2 separate regions of the Mus musculus genome follow, and region 2 is linked to region 1. Evidence: chromatin contacts called from public promoter capture Hi-C data. All regions are on one chromosome and are shown on one strand. Each heading gives the region's core, a stretch centred on a gene start, on an enhancer-like site or on the middle of the called end of the contact. The rest is flanking DNA. Distances are from core to core; before and after follow the strand shown. Region 1 overlaps Gm35097 (a long non-coding RNA gene). Region 2 overlaps Runx2 (runt related transcription factor 2).

What was found. Promoter capture Hi-C pulls out the DNA fragments that hold promoters and counts their contacts.
Region 2: a contact with region 1 is called in a promoter capture Hi-C map of cranial neural crest. The contact joins two enhancer-like sites. A contact is called at or near these places in 2 of 39 promoter capture datasets (the C10 cell line and cranial neural crest) and 1 of 9 other capture datasets (embryonic stem cells).

Annotation. Positions count from the first base shown.
Region 1 is chr17:45,156,725-45,160,109 of GRCm38.p6, forward strand. It overlaps Gm35097 (a long non-coding RNA gene), which reads left to right. Exons shown (of 3, transcript XR_385591.4): 2 at 2,104-2,300. Among named protein-coding and RNA genes, the nearest start is that of Gm35097, 11 kb to the left of the region's middle. Within about 2 kb of position 1,842, at least 21 of the 459 cell types and tissues checked have an H3K27ac peak or open chromatin away from gene starts, as enhancers often do.
Region 2 is chr17:44,708,231-44,711,615 of GRCm38.p6, forward strand. All of the region lies in intron 3 of Runx2 (runt related transcription factor 2), which reads right to left. Among named protein-coding and RNA genes, the nearest start is that of Runx2, 27 kb to the right of the region's middle. Within about 2 kb of position 1,786, at least 161 of the 459 cell types and tissues checked have an H3K27ac peak or open chromatin away from gene starts, as enhancers often do.

The sequences.
Region 1 (3,385 bases), core at 592-3,091:
TACTATGGCTGAGGCCATAAAAGATGAGACCACAGCTTGACAAGAACCAATTAATACCTCTTGTCCTGGTCCCATTATTCCTCTACTTAAAACTCACATCAGCACCCAAAGATGACTTAGAGATTATTGGATTCCCTTTCTTTATTCTTCCTCCAAATGAGTTGATTATTATATGTGTTAACAGTGTGTTTCATTGTTAGTGTGGCGTTGGGACAGATGGTTAAGCCTAGTTTGTTAGACCTGCTAGCACTGAAGCTTTGGTTACATCTATTTGAAGGCACTTGTCAGGCAAGATATCAAAAACACAATCTGTATAATTGTTGAGTGTTTTGTAATAATTTATCCCTAAGCACTTAACAGTTTTGGAGGTTCAGTCTTAGCTGAGAGGTTGGCCCAAGGCCCACTGCAGAGTCATTAGGAAGTCAACTTGGGCTAATGTCATAAGAAGGCTTGACCAGGGGAGAGGATGGCTCGCTCCCCTCAGGCTGAGATGAACATCGTCAGACATGGTGATGTCCTTGGAGCATGTGATAAAGGGGACCTAACGTTATATTCTATCGAGGATTATTCTGGTTGCTATGTAAATAACAGGCTGCAGGAGAGACCAAGGAGACTGAAACTTGTAGGCACCAGATGATGGGAGGCTTAGACCAGAGAGAGAGCAGCAAAAGTCCAGAGAAATGCTGGGATTGTGACTATGCAATCGATATTTTGAAGACAACACCTGGTAAGATACGCTGATGAAGACAGTATTTATTTTCTCTCAGAAAAACCAAGAAAAGAAATCTAATCTGTATTTTATGAAACCAAAGATGCATGTATGGTCTATGGTGTGTATGGTGCATGGTACACGGATGTGTCTGTGTCCGTGTGCACGCGTGTAGAGACCAAAACTTGATGTCCTGTATCTTCCTCAGCCTTTCCCCTACCCCCTTATTTTTCGACCCAGGATTTTTCCACTGAGGTTAGGAATCTGGCAAGACCAGCTTGCCAACAGATTTTAGAATTTCTGGTACATGGCCCCATGCCTGGCTCTCTTCCCCGAGTGTTGGAACTACACACTCAGGTATCCACACTTGCAAGGCCTGCACTTGATTGCCTGAACCATATCACAGTCCCTTGATCCAAGTACTGTATTAACATGTTTTGTGGCATGTTGGGGAATTGAACCCAGGGAACTAGACCATGGAAGATAAGTGCTATACCACTGAGTTACAGTGCAGCCAGAAAACTTGGTTTTGACCTGAACAAATTGGAGAGAAAAATCACCATTGACCAAGATGGCCACCATCTGCAATGACTTAGGAACATATTATCAGTATTTTACGAGGGGGGAAAGTGAGATTTTTTTTTTTTTTTTTTTTTTTGGAATGCTTAAATAATTTGCTGGAGGTCTCCAGGATAGTAAGTGATGTGGCCTGACGGGTTTCTGACTACTGTGCTCTGTTTTCTGTTGAGCCAAGAATAGTACTAGATGGGATGCCTTGTCAACACCCTTTCCTCGAAGCTACTGGCAGATAGCTGGGTCGCTTCCAGATGGTTGGCTCAGTGGTAGGGGCAGGGCCTCTGAGGGTATACTCATCCCTACTCTACCAGATGGGCCCCCGGGTGCTCACTGCCTAGGCCACTGACACCCCCCTCCCCCGTAGGCCTCCAGCGAGGGTCTAGAGTCACGTGACACCGAGCAGTCCACGGAGAAGGTGGAAGTCAGGGAAACCTGTGCCCCACATGCCACCAGACTGGCCTGCTCTCCAGCTGGCAACTGTTAGCACCGCCACATGGGCCAGCAAACCGGCTACCGGCTTTGTTGTCTGCGATGCCAACAGCAGGAGTCTGAAGCATGAAGTCCGGGCCCCTGGGACAGCCATTGCTGTAGCTACCCACATCTGGACTGCCTAGGGCGACAGAGTTCAGCACTCCCCGGGTCTGGATTCCTTTAGAAGCCGGCTTGCTTCTAAAAGTTTTCTGCTTTTTCTCTGACTCCATCCCCACCCCCACCCCTTAAGCTACATTCCAGGTCCTGAGGAGAAAAATTTGAGTGACGCCCCAGGAGGGAGAGATTCTCTTCGGAAGCTGATATCTCTGTACTCCCTCTCTTTACAGTGCAGAGGGATGACACCATTTCCTTCTTTTTTCTTCTATTTTCTTCTCCTCTGCTGGAGGAAAGGATCTCGTGAGTGTCCCTACACCCCTGAAGCAGTGATTTGTTTTGCCTCACATTAGAGGAAAGCAATGTAAAGGTGAACCCAAGGAATACTGCAGCCATATTTACAGAGACTTTGGCTCACCGGAACCTGATGGTGAGGAGTGTTGGGGTTTCCTGTTAATCTCAGAAGGGCTCTTGGGTGTCAGTACTGGTTTCACTACTAATACAAAACTCGAAAGAGATTCAAAGGGAGATTCTAACCAACAACAAACAGGGCTGAGGCCCACATACTTAGAGACACTGAGACACAAAATTTCTGCAGGGCAAAGTCAAGCCTTACACAGAGTGGGGGGAGGCGGGCCAGCCAGGATGTTTTGACAAAACAAAGCTAGCATCCGTGATGATCTGATGAGACTCAGGTCCCATGATGGTCGGGAGAAGGAAGGAATTGCTACCAGCTTGAAACTCTTTGCCAGTGCGTGAGTACGTGCGTGCGTGCGTGCGTGCGTGCGTGCGTGCGTGCATGTTTGAATTGGGGTGTGCATTGCTATTCTGCACATGTGGAAGACGGGTGTCCTCCCCTCCCACCTTGTCTGAGACAGAGTGTCTCGCTTTTGCTGCAGTGCACACCAGGCTAGCGGGCCTTCGCGCTTCCTGGGAGTCTCTTGTCTCCGCCTCCTGTCTGCATAGGAGCCCTGAAGCTGCAGATGCAGTCTACCACACTCAGCTTTGCATGGGCTCTGGAGATTCAAACCCAGGTCCCCAAACTCACACGACAAGCCCCTTACCCACTGAGGCATCTCCTCAGCTCCCATCAGCTTTATATTTGAGAAGGCGTCTCACAATGGTGTGGAATCTCTAATTCTCGGCTAGCCATGCTGCCCAGTAGGTTCAGGCATCTGCCAGGCTTTGTCTTCCTAATGATGGGATTACTAGCTCATGCTACCATGTTTTATGGGCTCTTGGAGTTGAACTCAGGTTCTTGCACTTACAAGACAAGTGCTTTACTCATTAGATCATCTGCCCGGCCTCTCAAGCAAGAATTTCACAAACAGTAGTTTAATATAATGTATGTGTCCATGTGCCTGGGGCATTGTCTTAAATATATACTGCTCCTTTGGAAACACAAAGAGGAAATTAGTTGACAAGTCATCAAAAGTATGTTATAAGAGAATATATTGTAATGTAGGGTCATGGGTGTCTTAGGTTGGCAAATGAGAAAACAAGATATAATAAAGA
Region 2 (3,385 bases), core at 536-3,035, 450 kb before region 1:
AGTGGGTGACTAGATCAATGACTGTCACCAGTAATGTAAGGTCAGTATAACAGGTTATACCACTGGGGACTAATCCTGAAAGTCTGAAATAAGGGCAAACTAGAATGTCACTCATCAGGAAGTATGGCAACTGCAGTTTAGAACATGTAGACCTTTTTTCTTTACAAGGACAGACAGCATGATTAATTTGTTAAGAAGATTATGAACACTACACTGGTGAATGTAACCAGCAAAAGGAAAGAATTACAGAATGCTTTTCCTCCTCGGAGGGGAAGAGGCGCCATGTGTATCTAGAATAAAACTAGACAAGGAAAATTCTATGGCAGGAAATCTTTGCAAGAGAAGGTAAGTTCAAAATATAGACGCCCCACCACCACAACCACCACAAAAAAAAAAAAAACAAAAAAAAAAACCACTCCTACTTTAAAATTACAGCAGCAGCAACAATAACAAAAACATATTCTGAAGTAGTGTACCAGCCATGAACAGTACACTCAGCCCCCTGTGAGAACCGACCCACAGCCAACGACGGTGCTTAATGCTGGTGTCCGAGGTCTCCAAGAGGAGCAGAGACTTATGATGCGTGCACTCTGGCTGTCTCTGTTTACTTTCTACATCTTACTTGCCAAGACCTTGGCAAGTAGAAATCACTCAGCAATTCTTCCTCTCTGCCTTGAACTCTGCTCCTACAGAAGGAGGTTCCCATCACATTTATTTATTTATTTATTTTGCTCATGAACACAAGCCTGACTTAACTGTTTCTGGAGATGTTATAAGTTAAAGCCTCAACCTTCAATTTTTAACGGAAAGGCTTTGGTCTACTAGCAAATAGGCTTTCAGCACCAGAGAACAGCAGACTAGTAGAGAACAGCAGACTAGTAGAGAGGTTACCAGAAGCACAGGGTAGCCTTTCACTTGCTACTTGGGCGCCACATCATAAAGAGTCTCTTCTTTTAACCATCATTTATAAAGGCCGTATTAATCCTTAAGAACTCAGTGTTTTTATGTTCTCTTTGCTTCCCAAATCACTTCAAAGTCAAGAACAATTACGTTCCCATAAGTTGCCCCAATTAAAACTTACACGTGAATTTTATGTGAAGGGAAAGCCATGCTTCAGTTGACAGCATAAATGTCATCAATATGAAAATCCTACCTAGGAACAATTATGGCCACAAAAAAAAAGTAAAACAATCACTCTCTCTCCCACTATCATCTGTCAGTATAAACTATGCTATACAAATCAAGTAGCCACTGGGTAAAATACTACATGACCCAAAACAGAAGCAAGGGATCTCTCAGTGATCTATCACAAGTTGTTTCTCAGAAGAAAGAAAAGCCATTTTCATAAATAAGAAACCTCCCCATTTTAAAAAAAAATCAATCTTTTTTTTTCAGTCCCTAGCACTATTTTAAGAACAAACCGTTCCTGACCTGAGAAAGTACTGACACATTCGAATGGAGCCTGCGTGTGGATTGAGAACCCTAGAACACACGTATCATTTGAATGCTATATTTAGTTAGAAATAAATCCATCAACTGGGATGGGATGCATGTGGAAAGTGGGCCTCCCCAGCAAGGCTGCTGTTAACTCCAGTCCCAGGCGATGAGAAAGCAAGCCTAGCGGGGGGGGGGGGGGGGGTAGCCAGGGGAGTGCACAGGAGGGACATGAGCATGTTTTAACGGCTGTGATAATTTGCCATGAAAGGATGCTAAGGCCATAGCTCCTTGCTGCAGCATGCCATGCGCTCCTGAATTAAATTACTGCCATGCAGTCTGCTAGCGAAGGAATGTGTAAACAGGCCATATAGCCTTGCATCAGTCCCAGACTCTTGCACAACGCAAAATGCCTCTCGATGTGTCATTTCCTTCTTGGCCACCTTCCCAGCTCCTGACAGTCAGTCAACAACAGAAAGAAAAGTACTGAAAGAGATTTAAAACTGCTCTTCTAGAGAGCACATTCCACCAAATTCTACCAGACACCAGGGCCAACCTCCACCAGCACTGTTTCCTTAAAGAGAGGGGGTGAGTACGGGAAGGGATCTTCCTGCTGTTACTAGAATTTTAAAATAATATTTTATATAGTAGGGGGCCAAATGACTGGCATCTATACCAATCAAGCTGCTCTTTATAGATGCAAGTTTGCAAATATCAAAATATGGAACTTGCCTGTAATTTCCTTTGCTTGGGGACCTTGGAAAACAGTGAGCAAGCCAGGTGAAAATCTAGTAGTCAAATGCTTAGGGCTGAGGAGACGGTCTGATTAGTAAAGGCCTGCTACACAAACCTGAGGCCTGAGTGCAGAGTTCCTCACACCCGCATTAAAGGCTGAGCACAGCAGTGCAGGCCTGAGGTGCCAGGGCTGAGGTGGAAGACCCGTGAAGATCCTAGGGACTCATCTGCAGACTCAGTGAGAGACCTGGCCTCAGAAACGACATTAACCTTTGACCTTCACACAACGCTCACAAATGTGCATGTAGACCCCACACACTTGTGCTATATGCACACACGCACACACATTCATATGTAAGCATGTACACCCACCACCACACAGTTACCTACACATGTGCATGCAGACACACACACACAGACACACACACATACACACTTACATGTGTACATGCACCCCACACACATGTGTGTACATGAATATGTACACACAGACACAGAGAAAGAGAGACAGACAGACAGATAGACTGACAGGCAGGCAGGCAGAGACATAGAGGGAGAACTTAAGGGCTTTTTATTCATGTTTCTCAGGGAAAACTAGACTTCAGGCTACTGGCATCAGTACAGGGCCCAGGAAATGCCTTCATAGACAGCAGGGATGTAGAGATAGGAAGCTCTCCCAGAAACAGCACATAATCTTAAAGTGTTTCTACACTTCATCCATGTGACACAGCTTACCTGTCCCCGCCCACCTCTGTTCACGAGTGACCAGTCTCTAAATACTCATCCACCATTCCTAAGCAAGCAAAAGTCACGGCCAGCCATCAGAAAAAGCTCAAGAAGGATACAAAGTAATGGCAGAGAAGAAGGGTGAGCCATCCCAGATGTTATCTGGAATGAGGAAGAGAAAGCCTTAACCCTCCAGTCCTCTCCAGCACTTCATAGGCCTGGGGGACAGCCCAGAACCCAATAGAGCTACACAAAGAGCAAGGAGACACTGCTTTGACCCCTGCCTTCAGTGTAGTAAGGTAAAACTTCTGCCAGCAGACATGTCTCAGGAATATGGAGGAAGGGCTGGAGGGAAAATTCAGCAGCTAAGAGCACTCACTGGTCTTGCAGAGGACCATGTTGGGGTTCTCAGGCACCCCCACTGGGAAGCTCACAATGACCTGTGACTCCAGCCCCAAAAGCTCCAAAGTCCTTTTCTGGCCTCTGCAAA